6 separate regions of the Mus musculus genome follow, and regions 1, 2, 3, 4 and 6 are each linked to region 5. Evidence: chromatin contacts called from public Hi-C, HiChIP or PLAC-seq and Micro-C data. All regions are on one chromosome and are shown on one strand. The core of a region is the stretch at or near the end of the contact, and the rest is flanking DNA. Distances in the headings are between cores, read along the strand shown.

Evidence for each region. HiChIP or PLAC-seq counts read pairs in DNA pulled down with a chosen protein or histone mark. Hi-C and Micro-C count contacts between places; a contact is called where the count stands out from the background.
Region 1: a contact with region 5 is called in a Micro-C map of muscle stem cells, with 5 times the contacts expected there. The contact joins two enhancer-like sites. A contact is called at or near these places in 1 of 39 promoter capture datasets (the HPC-7 cell line), 2 of 484 Hi-C or Micro-C datasets (the AtT-20 cell line and muscle stem cells), 3 of 115 datasets of contacts at active chromatin or transcription factors (cardiomyocytes, fibro-adipogenic progenitors and vascular smooth muscle cells) and 1 of 9 other capture datasets (liver).
Region 2: a Hi-C map of embryonic fibroblasts shows a contact between it and region 5, with 5 times the contacts expected there. The contact joins two enhancer-like sites. A contact is called at or near these places in 2 of 484 Hi-C or Micro-C datasets (the C2C12 cell line and embryonic fibroblasts).
Region 3: a Hi-C map of the C2C12 cell line shows a contact between it and region 5, with 3 times the contacts expected there. The contact joins two enhancer-like sites. A contact is called at or near these places in 1 of 39 promoter capture datasets (the 3T3-L1 cell line) and 1 of 484 Hi-C or Micro-C datasets (the C2C12 cell line).
Region 4: an H3K27ac HiChIP or PLAC-seq map of embryonic fibroblasts shows a contact between it and region 5, with 4 times the contacts expected there. The contact joins two enhancer-like sites. A contact is called at or near these places in 1 of 15 datasets of contacts at CTCF or cohesin (the NIH/3T3 cell line), 3 of 484 Hi-C or Micro-C datasets (the C2C12 cell line, adipose-derived mesenchymal stem cells and muscle stem cells), 6 of 115 datasets of contacts at active chromatin or transcription factors (craniofacial prominence, embryonic fibroblasts, embryonic limb bud and 3 more) and 1 of 9 other capture datasets (liver).
Region 6: a contact with region 5 is called in a CTCF HiChIP or PLAC-seq map of the NIH/3T3 cell line, with 6 read pairs. The contact joins two enhancer-like sites. A contact is called at or near these places in 1 of 15 datasets of contacts at CTCF or cohesin (the NIH/3T3 cell line), 1 of 484 Hi-C or Micro-C datasets (the AtT-20 cell line) and 2 of 115 datasets of contacts at active chromatin or transcription factors (cardiomyocytes and fibro-adipogenic progenitors).

What each region holds. Positions count from the first base shown.
Region 1 is chr1:163,271,982-163,274,681 of GRCm38.p6, forward strand. The region is part of intron 1 of Prrx1 (paired related homeobox 1); the gene reads right to left. Among named protein-coding and RNA genes, the nearest start is that of Gm20471, 6.7 kb to the right of the region's middle. Within about 2 kb of position 1,375, at least 23 of the 459 cell types and tissues checked have an H3K27ac peak or open chromatin away from gene starts, as enhancers often do. A contact at or near this core is called in muscle stem cells, where this site is marked.
Region 2 is chr1:163,208,359-163,211,058 of GRCm38.p6, forward strand. No RefSeq gene overlaps it. Among named protein-coding and RNA genes, the nearest start is that of Gm20471, 70 kb to the right of the region's middle. Within about 2 kb of position 1,288, at least 28 of the 459 cell types and tissues checked have an H3K27ac peak or open chromatin away from gene starts, as enhancers often do. A contact at or near this core is called in the C2C12 cell line and embryonic fibroblasts, where this site is marked.
Region 3 is chr1:163,125,075-163,127,774 of GRCm38.p6, forward strand. No RefSeq gene overlaps it. Among named protein-coding and RNA genes, the nearest start is that of Gm22434, 8.2 kb to the left of the region's middle. Within about 2 kb of position 1,252, at least 40 of the 459 cell types and tissues checked have an H3K27ac peak or open chromatin away from gene starts, as enhancers often do. A contact at or near this core is called in the C2C12 cell line, where this site is marked.
Region 4 is chr1:163,290,751-163,293,450 of GRCm38.p6, forward strand. All of the region lies in intron 1 of Prrx1 (paired related homeobox 1), which reads right to left. The region is part of intron 2 of Gm20471 (a long non-coding RNA gene); the gene reads left to right. Among named protein-coding and RNA genes, the nearest start is that of Gm20471, 12 kb to the left of the region's middle. Within about 2 kb of position 1,436, at least 50 of the 459 cell types and tissues checked have an H3K27ac peak or open chromatin away from gene starts, as enhancers often do. A contact at or near this core is called in the C2C12 cell line, the NIH/3T3 cell line and embryonic fibroblasts, where this site is marked.
Region 5 is chr1:163,559,877-163,562,576 of GRCm38.p6, forward strand. All of the region lies in intron 1 of Gm32333 (a long non-coding RNA gene), which reads right to left. Among named protein-coding and RNA genes, the nearest start is that of Gm39689, 18 kb to the right of the region's middle. Within about 2 kb of position 1,320, at least 61 of the 459 cell types and tissues checked have an H3K27ac peak or open chromatin away from gene starts, as enhancers often do. A contact at or near this core is called in the C2C12 cell line, the NIH/3T3 cell line, embryonic fibroblasts and 1 more, where this site is marked.
Region 6 is chr1:163,251,568-163,254,267 of GRCm38.p6, forward strand. The region is part of intron 3 of Prrx1 (paired related homeobox 1); the gene reads right to left. Among named protein-coding and RNA genes, the nearest start is that of Gm20471, 27 kb to the right of the region's middle. Within about 2 kb of position 1,379, at least 29 of the 459 cell types and tissues checked have an H3K27ac peak or open chromatin away from gene starts, as enhancers often do. A contact at or near this core is called in the NIH/3T3 cell line, where this site is marked.

The DNA of each region.
Region 1 (2,700 bases), core at 125-2,624, 290 kb before region 5:
AGAGGTATGACAGACAGTCTGTTCTCAGAGGATTTTATGGCAAGCATGTCAGCAGAAAAGTAGCAGCAGAGAAAACATATCCATTTAACTTAATGGCCACCAGAGCCAGCGGTAGGCAAGGGAGGAGGCCTGAGGTATCATGTGCTAGGGTAGAGACACAACCTTCATGAGCTTCATTCTCTAAGGTTGGAATCTCAACATCCTTCCTCAGTTTTAGCACCACTTTCTCTCCATTCTCTCCACCCTAGTCGTAGCACCAATGATGACCACCATCTTCATTTTCATACTTCAATTGTGTCTGTTGTGGCCTAACAAAACATCCTTGGCCTTACTCTTATCCATACACTTTACGTCAGTGGTGCCTTCTCCTCTTGGAAGTCTTATCTTCCTGCTTTCTCTTCGCATGAACCTCCTCCACCAAGCATTGTTTACCCAACTCCCAGAGTTTTAACCCATGTTATAACCTTGTGACCCCCTTATGGCAATCTGTAACATCTTATATTCATGGTTGGCATAGTAGACTGTTATGTCTGGAAGGCAAGGAAAAAGTCTGGATGGACTTTGTCTGACTTGTTAAGTGTGATATTGTGGCATCTAGAAATAGTACCCAGTACAGTTTAGGAACTGTTCTTAGAATACCTAAAGGTATACATTAAACTGGTTAGTGAAAATGCTCTTTATGACCTACCCACTTCACACTTAGCTACCAAACATGGCAAGTCTTTCACTGTAGTGAACCTTATAAATGTCTTCAGATCTTTGATGTACCTTTTCACTCAGTGGCTTTCCATCAGAAATGGAACTCTTGAAGGCAGATGAAGTAAATGTAATACCACAGTCCTAGTAGCCTTTAATAAATGTTAGACTCTGATAGTAGGGGCACTACGGAATTATTGACCAGTTTGGTCTTGTGAAGAAGGCAAAGGAAATCTTGAAAGATGGCTCAGTACAGCTCTTTCTGTGTTCTAAAAGTCATGTGTACTTCCGATTGTTTTAAGTCAGTCATCCCTAGGCACTGTGTTTGCTATTACCTTTCCCTGGCAAAGAAAGCTCTGGCGAAAGCTTAGATAATTGCCTCTCTAACATACAGGAACATGACTGCCTACCAACCACTTCTAACCTTAACTAGATGATGAACCTTAACTAGATGGAGAATCCCTTCCCCAGGGATTTTCAAATGTCTTAACTAACAAGGAAGTTGATGTACTGAGGGTATAAGAGAAAAAGAAAGTTATATTTGAGCAAAACTCCCCCTAAACTCCATGTTGGACAATCTTATTCCATTGAGTCATGTGCCCTGGTTTTAAGCACCCTAAGGAAGTCCTTGTTAGTAGATGTTCTGGGGTGGAGACTATGTGAGAGACCTGTGTGTCACTGTGACTCACATCATGACCACATGTCCACACCCTAGCATCTGAAAGCCAGTAGAAGGAAGTCATGCTATCCCAAGAAGCCACGGTAGAGGATGTCCATTAAAAAGGCTTTATTGATTAGAAGAGGATGTCACTATTTCAGTGTCCCCTGGGGTACTCCCTCAGCGTCGGTTTTCAGTATGCCTCCCATGTCACACACTTTTCTTTCCAGATCCGTGGGCTTTTTCTCTGCTTCAGTATCTCATGAAAACTTTCTGACTTTTCAATTTCTTTTAAGGAAGACTTTTAAAAAGTTTTAATTTTTTTTTAAATTTTGAGACAGGGTCTCTCAATGTGGCTCTGTCTGTCCTGAAACTCCCTCTGTAGACTAGGCTGGGCTTAAACTGAACTCAGAACACCTGCTTCTGCCTCCCAAATGCTGGGATTAAAGGAATGAACCACTACCACCCAAGTAAGGAATGATTCTTTTTTTTTAAACTATTTTTAAATTATGTGTTATGTGTGTGAATGGGTTTGTGCACATGAGTGCAGGCACCTGTAGAGTTCAGGGGTGTGTTAGAAGATCCTCCTTGAAGCTTGAATTGCAGATGGCTATGAGGTCTTCAATGTTGGTTGGAAAATAACTTGGTTTCCTTGCAAGAGCATTATGAGATCTTAATCTCTGAGTGCCCCAATGGGTGATCCAAGCATAAATGGTAGACATAAGAGCAACAACAGTAAGTGGAGTCAGCAGCGTGTCACACACACACACACACACACACACACACACACACAAGGTCAGAAAATCCACAGCTGAACTAATAACAACAGTGCTATAAATTTAAGAACTCCAGGCACATCCAACTGTCCATGGTGGAAAGGCCCAGACTGCTGCATTGTGAAAGATTTACTTATTTGAACTGTCTGCATAGCCCACTAAAGCTGCTGAGTCCTATCATCATTACCTGGTCGGATACTAACTATATCTGGTAACTCACTTTGACATATTAGTTGCTGGTGGGAGTTCCCAGATAATGGTTCACATGTCACTGCCAGCTGGACTTAGCTTCAAAACAAAGGAACATTTAAATAGGTATTTCAGACGTTTGAAATTTAAATAAAGCAAGGCAGAGTATGTAGAGTTCCAAGTGAAGCCAACTGGCACATTGCATTGGTTGGCATGACCAAACACCACATCAATGAGATCTTAAATCATTGTACAATTCAAGCATGGAAAAAAATGGAAGTTAATGGAGACATTGTAGACAAATCACACAAAGAAAAAAACCCTTCCATTAAAATTTGAGTGTTTATACATTGACACTGAGACCACCCCAGTCCCACTAGA
Region 2 (2,700 bases), core at 38-2,537, 350 kb before region 5:
TCATGGAATGGAGACCTCTTAAACTATTTTGCTCTCCAAATCAAATTTGTAATTTACCCATTTACTTTCCTTGACACCTCTGCCATAGTCACCCTCCTGTGATATTTGTGTCTGCTTCTCTATGTAATTCTGAGATATTGCTAAGGCTTTTTCTTGGCCAATGTGACTTGGTGCGGTTTGGTTTGGTTCTCCCACCCTGCCCATGAGAGTGAGGGTAGGACATGTGAAAAAGTTCAAAGTTACTGTTAAAAACTTTGAATTGCTATCCACTTTATTCACTGAATTGGGATCTCACACTAAACCCAGGAATTACCAGTTCTGAGTAGTACAGATAGCCAGCTTGCCCAAGGATCCTGTCTCTACTTCCCCTGTACAGAGAACCACCATGCCTGTGCGGTCAGGGGGATCCAGTCTTCATGCTTCCAAGGCAAGTGCTTTGTCTACTGAGGCATTGCTGTAGGCTCTGGTTTTATTCTATAACCTAATTTCAGATTGTGTTGACAAACATAGCCAAGTTGTCATCTTCAAATAAGATGAAGATACAAGAAATGAGACAGATGTGACAGAATTGATCAATATCTTGGGATCTAATAGTGGCTTTTCCCACCCAGAGCTTTTTTTTTTTTTTTCCCTGCTCAAGGCTCATTTGGATGATTGGCAGACTGGCCCACTGTGACATTATCTCTCTTTTGCTTTGCTTGGCAGAAGCACTCACGTTGTGTGACATCACATGAGCGCTAATTTAAAAATTACAGTCAGAGATGACACACGGGGATTGAATTCTGTAGCAGTGACTCTAGCCATGAGCTTAGATCTCCTTTTGTTTCTCTTGGAACCTAACATGTACTAAATCTTCTGACCAAAAAACTGAAAAACAAAGAAAAAATATTCTCTGTTGACTTCTGTGCCTACCCGCAGATAAATCTTTAAAGTGTACATTGAATAACGGTAACCAAGCCAACAGTGCGATACAATGTAAACACTTCAAAGAAAATAAAAGTCAAGTATGGCCAGCTTGTTATTTGACACTGTGAGAACCTAGGCTGGACCAAAGACGGGGCTCTTACTAAGCCTCACCGCATACCTGACATCAGAATAAGTCACTCAGAAAGAGTGTAGCCAACACCATGACTTTCTCTAAACATTTCCCCCAAGTGTCCTTTAGAGGAAGTTTGAATTTCACTTCTTCAGGCTAAAATGAAATTCCTTAAATCTTCCCTTGCATGACTTGTTTTGAAACAGAATAAGCTTTCTCCTTGATTGACCAAAATAATTATGCCTGTGTGCGGTTTCCAAGATTTAAATTGGGAATAAATCTTAGCAGGAAAAAAAAATCTGGCAATGTGCTTTGCTGGGTATAAAGAAACGGAGGCAGGAGACTTTGAAAGTTTTAAAGAGAACGCAGTCTTTTTTGCACACGAGCTATGGCACTGCCGTCTGGGCATGTCTTATTATTACCATTCATCCTGGGTCACAAAAGCATGCGCAACACCCCAGCATGCCTGTGCTCCGGACAGTAGGGACATTTCATTGTCTTTAACCTTCTAAAGTCTTTTCTAGTCTCTAATTTTCAATGTCTCCTCCTACATTTTAAACTTATGATTCCTACTTTTTTTTAAAAAATTTAACATATTTAGAATTTTCCTCTTTGAAAAAAAATTACTTTTTAAAAATCATTATTATTGGTGGTGGTGGTGGTGGTGGTGGTGGTGGTGGTGGTGGTGGTGTGTGTGTGTGTGTGTGTGTGTGTGTGCGCGTGTGTCTGTGTGTGTTTATGTACACATGAATGCAGGTACCCTCAGAGGCTGGAGGGGACAGATCCTCTGGAACTGCAGGGATGGGCAATTGTAAACTGCCCAGTGTAGGTGCTGGGAACTGAACTCAGGTCCTGTGCAAGAGCAGCACGCACTCTTACCTGCTGAGCTTTCTCTCCAGTTTGATTTTGACTTTCGTCATTAGACAAGAATCTAAATGTTTTCCCGAAATACTAAATTTAACCATAGTCCTATCTCTAGTGAATGATACTTTGTTTATATGCATATAAAGGTAAAGAAAAGCAGTAGTGAGATCCTCGGACATCAGTGTGACCTGCTAACTATGTCAATTGATACCTTTCCTAATAAAACTAAGCAACTATATTGGTATAAAGATAGTTGAATGAAAAGTCATCAGTAATTGTTATCTTGCAGGGAAATGTCCTTAAAGATAGGAAAGCCCTCTGCCACATATGTGGACAGAGCCATAGGTCCTTCCATGTGTACTCTCTGGTTGGTGGCCCAGTTCCTGGCAGCTCCAGGGGCCTGGCCAGTTGACACTATTGCTCCCCCACCATGGGGCTGCAAACCCCCTCAGCTTCTTCAGTCCCTTCTCCATCTCCTCCAACCGGGGACGCCACACTCAGTCCAATGGTTGGCTGTGAGCATCCACCTCTGTTTGTCAGGCTCTGTGTAGGAGGATACCAGGGCAGGAAGGCAAGGGTGGGTGGGGGAGCACCCTCATAGAGGCAGGGGAGGGGGGAGGAGATAGGGGGTTTCTGAAGGGGAGACCTGGAAAAGAGAAACCGTTTGCTAAAGATTGAAGTATAGGAATAAGTACGTGCACACTTGGATCATACACATGTTCGTATTTTGTGAGCACTTCCTCTTCACTTCCTCTTCCTGTCTAATGAGGTGACGAATCATGATGACCTTCACTCCTCTG
Region 3 (2,700 bases), core at 2-2,501, 430 kb before region 5:
CGCCCCTGTGTGGCTGGATAGATTGATTATTCTCCATGCAGCTGTGTATTTAGGTTAGCTTGCACTATGCTATGAAGAGCCAATCATGGAAGACAAAGTCTGAAAACCTTTCCCAAAGCAGTGGTCAACATCAGGATGTTCTCATATGACTTAGCCAAGAAGGACTGAAGAGCTAGTATATGGCTCTTGCTTAGGCTTGCTCAGTTATTTCTTTATCCAGAGATCCCTGAGATGGGGATTCGGTAAGATTTAGACATACAAATATCCTGAGATCCTTAACAGTTTCAAATTCACCCTCTGAAAATAGTATAGATGTTGTAACTACGGTCTTTGGGGCCAGGTGACATGCCACTGGTTATAAACTTATTTAGTGAAATGCCAGGAAATGGAATAGCTAACATATCTCATCCAGGTATATGTCCAGGTCCTGTTAAGTCTCCAGCTTCTTGTGTGCATACCTCGATCTGTTGCCTTTGAAGAATGTACTTTTTCAGGTCCAGATTCTCTAGTGTGATTTTTAAGACAAACTGCATTAACACAGAAAGCAGACATTTTGGAGTCAGGAGGAATTCTTTCTATGATTTTTCAGCTCTGCAACCCAAGAACATGAATTTTCTGAGACTCACATTTTTCATTTGTAAAATAAATGAAATATATTCCTTTCAAAGGGTCTTTATGAGGTAAGTCTAAAGCTCCTTAGTCTAATTCTTGGAATATAGTAGACACTCACCACCACAGGCTAAGACTTTTGCCGTTGTTCTTAGTCCTTTCAACTCATAAATTCACATTCATTTCTTCTCCACTTACCCTCCATGCATACACATCTCTCCCTCCCTCCCAATCCCCTTCCCTTTCCCACTTCCTCTCCATTCCCATATAGTGTGTGTGTGTGTGTGTGTGTGTGTGTGTGTGTGTGTGTATACTAAATTCAAATATGTAATGTTGTCTGGGCAGAGATATGTCTGACTTCTCATGATAGTGTACTGTGGCTATGGATGGAGAAATTATTGATATTATCAAGCAGTAAATGAGAGGCTGATCAATTAGAGCTATTCGAAGGCAGAGTTAGTATTTGTAGTTTGCTCATGAATCATTAGTCTGCCAAAACTGAGCTGTGTCATAGCCACTGATGCCAGCCTCCAGGGCATAGCATTCAGCTCCATCTTGGAGCACATCCTTTTAGCAGGGACTCAGTGCTAGTGTTCTTAGATGCTCAGTCACTGCTCACTGTGCAACTGAGCATGTGTTGGCACTCCTTCCCAACCTTACACTCCTCCCTCCCTCCACTCTGGCTTTTGTTGTGTCACCCTGTACCATATCGCATATGCTTTTCCCACAGGAATTTTTCAACTGATTTCTGGAAATTTTGAAATGGGAATAAATTAGGCAAGCTTGGGGGAAGATTTTATTACACTTCTATTTGAATCATCAGATGAGGAAAGCCTGGGATAGATGTGTGGTTTCTCTCTACTGCCAAGTTCATCCAACCTGATAGGATAACGTTCAACTCCAAAAGAAAAAAGCAAAACAAAACAAAACTGCATTACTGACTCTCATGATCCCTGGGAAATGATTAGAATATATGCTTCTTGGATGGAGCCCATGAGATCTGAAAACCACAGATATGCAAAGCCTCGGGAAACTCGACTGAAAAGATATGGTTGCTATGAACAGCTCAGTCAGTCAGCATAAAGCTTAAGGAACGTCAAGGCAGAGGTGGGGATGAGAGCCATCGTTCCCTACATGATGAGGTGGTTTCAGGTTTTTAAATATGTGACCATGAGTTTGGCGTGTCAGAGGCAAGCCTTTCTAAATGACACTTGGAGCAGTCATGGACGATAACAGGAAGCAGATGTGAATACTGACTTTAAGTCAGACCTGGGTTCATAATCACATCCGGGGGGATTACTAGCTGATGAGCCCTAGCAAGGGATTTTCCCATACTCAAGTTCCTGCTCCTCCTCCTCCGAACACTGGTAACATTAAATATCTCCTTCCCTGGGTTTTGTTTATTTGTTTGTTTTGAAGATTAGAGAACTCATGTGTAAAACATTCATCAGAGCCAGTGGGATTTATTAGAAGCCCAGCAAATGGCAGGCTCCTTAGATGGTGGCCAACACACATATGCTTGCTGAGTTAAATTAATCAAGTATTTATTAAACACCAAGTCTGCAGCAGACACTGTATGTAGGCCCAGAGAGGAAAATAACACAGTCTAAGCACCTGATCTATCTTCCAGTTGTTTACAGTCAGGGTACCTTTCCTTTTTCTTTTTATTATTAGTCTTTTGGAATCTGACTTTTGTTAGCATAAAGCTTTGAGAATTTTTCCATGCTATGTGGAGTCTGAAGATTTTTTTTAATTTTTGAGATTACAATATAATTACATTTCTCCTTTACCTTTCCTCCTTCTAAATTCTCCCATATACCCTGCCTTCTCTTTTTCAAATTCGTGACCTCTTTTTTCACTAATTTTTATTCCATGCATATGCACACACACATAGAGAGATGTTTACATATTCCTAAATATAATTTGCTTAGTCCATATAAAATTACTTGTATGAATGTTTTATGGGCTGACCATTTGGGACTGAACAAACAATTGGCGTGTGCTCTTCACGGGGAAAGACCACCTCTTCTGCCCCCAGCTTTCCTCAGTTGCCTGTCATTCTTCGTGTAGGGTTGAGGCTATATGGGCTTT
Region 4 (2,700 bases), core at 186-2,685, 270 kb before region 5:
GAGGTGACTGCTTGTCCTGGATGTCTCTCAAGGAATCCACTGTACAAGCTGCTGCAGCCTGTTTGTCTTGTAACCATGTTAAATGTCATCCACCTCTCTCCCTGATCTCGTCAAATCGCTCCTCCAACCCCAAAAGGCTAGAATTCAAGTAAGTGTCAGAAGTGGCTAGCCTTAGCCAGCCATCTTTCCTAGCCCATTCCCTGAGGCACTGTAGTACTCTCAGACTTTTGACCTTGCTGAAACCACAGGAGAAATCTTTTTCCTCACAGTTCCTTCTCCCTTCCTGCTCCCTCTCCTCCTCAAGCCACCACGACTCCTTTTAAAGAAAGGATGAGCTGTAAAACAGAGCTGCCTATTTTTGCTTTCTTAGGTTTCTGGTCCCTAGGGCCCAAAGGTTTTTTCCCAAGCTATCATTCCCTACTCTCTAAATTATAAAAAAGAAAGAAGAAGAGAAGGAAGAGGAGGAGGAAAAGAACATAAGACATAGGTTGTGATAATGTTTTTGCATTTTTAATGAAAAACATGCCAATATTTATTGATTTTTCAGTCTTTTAAAAAGATTTCTGTTTTTAAATTCTCTCTCTCTCTCTCTCTCTCTCTCTCTCTCTCTCTCTCTCTCTCTCTCTCTGTGTGTGTGTGTGTGTGTGTGTGTGTGCAGATATTCATGGTGGCCAGAAGCATCAGAGCCTTTTGAATATGGAGTTCCAGTCACTGGTAGGCTGCCCCTTGTAGGTGCTAGGGACAGAATTCAAATCCCCTGGAAGAGTACCGAGCAGTTCTAACTGCTAAGTCATCTCTCCAGCCTCACTGCAAATCGTGTGTGAGTTGAACACCAGTGAAAAGAGCCAGAGCAGAAACCTAGCAGGCAAAGGCACAATGTCAACTGCTACCAAGGGCATCCATGAGACTCCACTCAGTCCTCGAGGTCTCGTAGGATTGAACAGGTACCTCACCAACTGAATCTGCTTGTTTGCTGTTTACGTTAGTCTTAATGCACAATGTTTGGACTTGTAAAAGGAAAAGAATATGGCACTACACTCCAAGTACCAATCAGATATCACCTCCTCCCAAAAGCCTTCCTTCTGATTCTCTGGTAAATATCAAAGGGTTGCCCTCCAAGCCTATAACAGTTTGTTATTTATATGGAAATTTCCACTAGACCTCAAACTATACATAGACTTTTTGGCTTAAACAAACTCAACCAAGCATGAACATTTTTCATTTTCTTAATATGCAGAGGCCATCAGTGGCACCCTTAGGCAGAAATGAAAGTGGAACTGAAATGTAAATGGTGTGACTCCAAATGCCAACTCTTTATTCTCTATCTATCCAAATGAATACTTTTCAAACTAATGAGATTGGCTCAAGGCACTTTCCTCCATGACTCATATCCTCTGAGTTCGTCTTACGGAAGGGCTAGCTTCCAGTCAACCTGCTGGCCCTAGCCAGCTGCTGATGCAAGCTGAAGTCACCTTTTTGACATTGCATCTCAAACTCAGGGTGCAGGCTTGAGCCATGTCACATCATCCCCTTTCTTCCTGTATCAGGAAATGAACCTGGTTGATTGGTCCAGCCCCATAGGTGTAAACTAGCTTATCCTGACCCAATTTCCACTTTTATTTTTTTCATTAATGAAGACATCTGGGGAGGCTCAGAGTTTGAAGACATGAACCTCAAATAAGCAAGACCTTATGAAAAAGCTGATCTTTCAGCCTTAGGCAAAATGTAGATTAAATTTCCTGTGCTGAGCAGTGAATACATTTTAAAGCATGTGAGAAGATTCAGAATGCTGAGACAGAAGAGAGACAGAGATAGTCTTGCTTCTTTTTCGAGATATTCTAAGAATCTGAGTGCTTAAGAAATCTGGAGTAGAAAATATTCTGCAAAAGCTACAGTTTCTTCTGGTGATTCCAAATTAATGGCGTCTTACAGATTTGAAATTGACATGGTTTGAAATTATATCAGGCTCATAGAAAGTATCCTAGAAAAATTTGATCAAGCCTTCTATGAGACAGCATGCGTGCCCTGGGGGAAAAAAATGGATGTTTACACAGGCATTTGGAATGAAGACAAGAAGAAAATGGAGGAAGTATGGAAGCTTTGAGCTGTGTCTAGCTCTGTAGTTCTCAACCTTCCAAACCTTCCAAACGCTGTACAGTTCCTCATGTTGTAGTGATCTCTGACCATAAAATTATTTTGTAGCTACTTCATAACTACAATTTCTTTACTGTTATTAATCATAACAGAAATATTATTTAATATGTAGGATAATCAATGTGTGATCCCCATAGGGGTCACAGCTTACAAGCTGAGAACCACTGGTCTAGCAGAAGTCTTGAGACACCATTGCATGGTAGGGAAAAGGCAAGCAGGATGAAGCATCAGTGATGTTGGGATTGAACATATTAAAGGCAGGCTACTTAGGTATTGTACTCAGTTTGTCCCTTGGGCAAGAGGATGTGCCAGATACTCCTTCACTGTTGTCCAAATTGCTTAGGTGGGACTTACCACAACAAATATTTGCGATTGGAATGACTACTGCTAGGCAAACGTTTCTGGTTTCAGCCCTTCTGAAGTATGATTTCAGTTTCATTGTTGGGAGAAATGATCTGACTAATCTATGACCTTCGATTCCACTAACACACACCCCTTAAAGAGGAGGGGCTCAGAACCAGGAAATAAGTAACTTCTTGGGGAATT
Region 5 (2,700 bases), core at 70-2,569:
CCTGCTTGTAATAGAATCCCAAAGGTGTGGCTCCCCAGAGCCTCCTGAAGGCTCTGCCTAGTGGACTGCGCAGCATGCGTCTCACACCTGCAACACATTTGCTTAGAAGTCTAAAAGAAAAACACCCTAACCCACACCCAGGGAGACAGAGATAGAATAGAGCATGGGTCTGGTTTAAATGTATGAATTATTACTCTTGAAAAGGAAATGAGGAGGAAGCTCAGCTACTGTGCATTCAAGCCTAGGTGAAGGAGGTGGGTTTACAGGGGCAGAGCTGAAAGGCTCTTAAGAGAATGGGCATTCAGTTCAGTTGTATGAATTTGTGAAGAAAAAAAAAAAAAGAAGTTTAGCTTTTTGGATCCTCCTTTACCCAACAGTAAATGAAAAATAACATCATCCGGTCCCTTATTGTCACAGTATCATCTGTGTAAATGTAAATTTTCATACTGGGTGTGTTGTAGTCCTTGGAGAAAAAGGAGTTAACACGCGAGCCTAATTCCTAACACAAGAAGTCAGATAAATGTGTTGTCTTTGGCTCTAGCATCTGAATGCGTAATGGCACTCTAATTTATTGCTGGCACAGAAGCCTCTCCTTGACATGAGACTTGCCTCAAAGTGCCATCTCCTTTAAGATATATCCAGCAAGCAGATATCAAACACTCCCTACTGCTTAATTGGCAATACTCACACATTCCTCGGTTTCCATATTGGCTTTAAGTTCTCTGCCAGCGCCACAGAACCTAATTTCCCATATTTTCACTATTATTGTTGCTGTTATTATCATTGTCATAAGCGTGGGTTACTTATCCCAGTAAAAGTGACAGCCTGTGTGTCCAAGCTGGCGCAAGTATTGGAGCATAACTAGCTCTGAGTAGGTTTTCCAAGTCACTGTAGCATGTGACCCTCACAGCCACTGTTTAAAACAGGCCTGAGCTCTTTTGCAATTTAAAAGCAAAGAAATTAAAGCCTAAAATGTCAAAATCACACCACAGTTCAGAGTCTGAGACCGAGGAAGAACTTTAGCTCTGGATATTTAAAAAAAAAAACCAAAAACCAAAAACAAAAAAAACCATTGTAGTTTTGCCTTCTGGTCAATTCTATTCAGTACAGTGAACAGTTTCTCCTCCCCTTATTATTTAATTCAACCAGAAATGTAAAATATGCGGTTTTCTATTTTTAAAAAGCGTTCAGTTTGAAGCTGTGCTCATCTCTATTTTCTGGTGGAGAATTTAAAGTGGCCTGCACTTGGTTGGTTGGCCTTACCCTTGCCAGCCTTGCTGTGGCTTGTAAAATGTTGCATGTTTGGTATGGAAATTACCCAGGGAGTGTGACTCTTCACCCAGACATGCCATGGACGCTGGTGGAGTCAGGGTTTTGCACTGTAACCTCTCCTTTTATGTTGCAGAAGAATTCTCTCTTTCTGTTGACTTTCTTTTTCATTCACTAGAAATGAGTTGCTTACATTCCTCTGACCTGGAGAACAACCTCTCCAGGCGAATTCAATTTGTAACTGTGCTGCCCACACCGTTACAGTGCCTTCCCTCCCTTTTATTTTTAAAGGGATACTGTTCTTGTGATGAGCTGTTATGACATATTTATAGGAAAATAATATTTTATTTAAGGACACTTTTTAAAATGGCCCTTAAAACGAAACAAAATGGCATGGATAAATGCAAAATATATGTGTGTACAATTCATATAGTCCCTGTGATTCAAGATCTCTGCCACCTCTCATGCTGAGAATGCTAAGAACAAAGAGATTTTTATCTCAATTTAAATTCTCTTGACATCTTAAAAAATCAGTTGTAGCAATATTTGTTTCCTAGTCGCCTTCACTAGTGTTGTCTCAGGTTGGCCTCAAGTGATGCTTACAGCCAGATCTGACCCTTATGTGCCCAGCTGGGCTCCAACATTCCCAGGAATTTCAGAGGTTGACAAAACCTGGCTCTAGCTAGAGAGTCACTTCAGCATTGAAGTTTTAACTAGGACACAAAAAAATCAAAGATTTAAAACATAGGAAGTTTTAATTAAACAGTGTTAAGTCCAAAATGTTATGTCTTGTTGTCTGAGGGCATGGACTAAAGGATCAATTGGACAAGAGCTATTTGGGCAATGAAAGTCTTTTGCTGACCAGTAAGATTAGAGGCCTTTGAAGCTGAACTTACTGCTGATATTTTCTTTCCATCATGTTGATTGATATCTCTCTGTTTATTTATTTCATTAACAGATATCTGGTGCTTCTCATTGTCTTAAAACTCCAGTGTTTTCCGGAGCTCATGGTCAACTGGCCAGGAATGATCCTTTGGACAAGCAGTCAGAACACTAATGCAAGTGGCCCTGTGATTCACTTTTAAAAGTTTTGCAACACACAAGATTAGGATAAGGCCACAGACTGAACTCCAAAAAGGAACAAGAAAACTTCAAACTCTAAGTGATAAAAATTTTAAGTCATGGTGAATTATCAACATAGCTACCACACACCAGAGTATTATTTTGGATTATGTTCATTTATCAGTTCAATGAGTCCTCACAATAACATTATTACTTCCACTTTCCAGTGAAGGAAATGCTCAAAGATTAAATAACGCTCTCAAGGGCAGGGCCCCAGATGTGACTCACTCCAGACAAGCCAAACCCTGCATTATCTCACCAGGGTTATCTTACAACATAAATCACAGCAGAAGGCAACACACAGCAGCT
Region 6 (2,700 bases), core at 129-2,628, 310 kb before region 5:
GCTTAAGGAAGTCATGAACATCCAACCATTGTGTTAATGTATTATAGCATTCGGTAGCTGAATATGTAGGTTACAAAGAACTGACATCATCTCTATTCTCTACCTCTTAATAAATATTTAAGATGGCCCCATAAGTCAGACTTTCAGTGACATTTTATATACCTCCTTCCAGGTGTTTGGCATGGGTCTACCTTTACAGCTCAAGCTAAATGTGCAATATAGGCAAGCCAGCAGCAGCTTTTTGACATACCCATGACAAACAAGACTCATTACCAGTCAGAAAAGAGAGAATTAACTACTGGTGTGTTACTGGGTAACTAACTGGGTGTCTAAAGAGTTGCTTAGTCATGCTTTAAACATGGCATTGGGATATGGAAGACTTGCTTGCTTAAGTGACAACAGATGCAGGAGAGCTTTGGACGACTGCCAATCCAAGAGACTGTTCATGACCACCTGTTTTCTAGGTCATGGAAACTTCTGCTTTAGGAAACAAAAGAATCCTAAAATCTCTTCCCACCAGAAGGACATCCACAAAGGTAACTAATTGATTTCAACCAATTCATGGGCCAATTCAGTCAATGTAAAATTACTATTTGTTGCTTCACAGAATGAAACTTCCTAGAGTTGAGGGTGAGAGGAAACTTCCTAGAGTAGAGACAGACAGAGAGAGAGAGAGAGAGAGAGAGAGAGAGAGAGAGAGAGAGAGAGAGAGAGGTACTTAGTGAAGTGTATTAGCTAAACACAGGACAACCACCAAGAGCCCGGTGAACAGACAGACATCCAAGTCCTGTATGCAGGAACTCATCTGAGCTGAGTCCTGGGACTGAGGTTTAAAAGATTGGCTAATGTACCATTTCTATTGAATTTTTAACAAAGGTCTTTGTAACCAAGAAGCTGCATTGCCAAACAAAGCATATGGACACATTAGGGATGTGAACGAAAGGCTTGTCTTCCATCTGCTGACTCATCAAGTCTGCAGTGGGACTTCGCAGAGCTGACACGTTTCTGGAAGCATGAAGTTCTCCCTCTTCCTTATTTGGAGATTCCAAGCAGATGCAACCCAGCAGAGTGCTAACCCTACCAGCAGGATTAGATGATTGTTTCCTCCGGAGACAAGTCATTTAAGACCAATTCAACTTTCTCTGAAAGATCGCCAATACCAAGGAAGTACAGCAAATACTCTCAATGGTTTGCTTTCTAATCACCCATAGGGTCAGTCCTGTAAATCACAAAACAACTGGGGAGAAAAACGTAGTGCCTGACTCAATCTTTAATGCTATTTTTTGTTCAGCCTTTTCGAATAAATGATGACAAGCAGCTTAAGGCATCATCGTGATTGTGGATGACAAGCAGCTTAAAGCATCCTCATGATTGTGGCAGCCTGAGAAGCATGGGCATGGTCCTTAGAATCCAGGTTTCCACCCCCTCAGGACTGCCTCTCACAGGCTCTGCTTCACTGTTTTCTGGATTCTGAAATACAGAGGTCAGAGGCCATCTCTTTGGTTTGTCGTCTTGTCAAGGCAAGAGCAATAGAGGTATGTGTGTGTCATCTAAGAAAATTTTCAGTCATCCTAGGAAAACTTACTTCTAAAGAGAGATTCCATGAAGCCTTTGGAGGCATGCCTGTGCAACTTAAATCATCATGTCTTGCTTCTACTTGAAATGCAGAAGCTGAGTTTTAAAATGTAGCCTTGGCTTTCTTGAAGTGGACACATGGGACCACTTCTCATTGGTAAGGCTTTGGTTCCTATCGCTTGTTCTGTTCCATCCCTCTATAATGTTTAACTTTTCTTTCTAGAAATATCTCTCTACTGCCACCAGATCTTTTGCATTTCTCTGATCTCAGTATTGAGTATACATACTACATTGTTTATCCCTGGGTTCCAAACTCCCTTGTGAGGCATACAATAGGCAAGGTATACCTAGCTCTATTTTAAAATATTAAGTTACAAGATAAATCAACTATGGTACTGGCCTGAGAAACCACAGAATCAGGATAATAACATAGTCAGACCCCTGGCTCATACTCTGATATCTGAAGTCACCCCAGTCAAAGTTTGTAAATGGGATCCCCATGAGAATGACTTCAGTGGAGCAACCGAGAGATGCAGAATTCCAACTCCACTCTAGACTTACTGGATCAGAGTCTTCATAGGCTCAGCCCAGTGATCCCTGAATGTAGCTGTGTCTGAGGGAGGCTGTTTTACCAACTCTTACACTCCCTCAGTTGGGCAGGCTTTTTTACATTCTTGACTTCTAATTCCCCATATGGAGACCTCCACTGCTTACATTTCTAGGATGCCTTTCCTCAGTTTCTTTAAAAAAACAACAAAAAAACAAGAACGAAAACCCTAATTCACCCTTAAGCCCTACCCCAGAAGCCACCCTCCTGCCCATCTGACAAGTTACCTTTTCAGTGTCTTCCGTTAGAATCCGTTATGAAGCCCCTCGTGTAAACAACATCTTGGGAGGGACGAAGATCTATTTTTGAAAGTGTGAAAGGGAGAAATGAGCCAAATGCGTTGAGCAGATGTCAGCAGCACCATGACCAAGACCACCAGAGGGGAGGGGCACTGTACAAGAGGAATCAGCCTCTTTCCCTTGCCACTATGCAAGTCCAGCCCTCCCTCTACAATTGGCACTCCTGACCAGTACTACAGAGCCAAGCCATTCACTGTCTACCTCTTGTAGGAACTACGA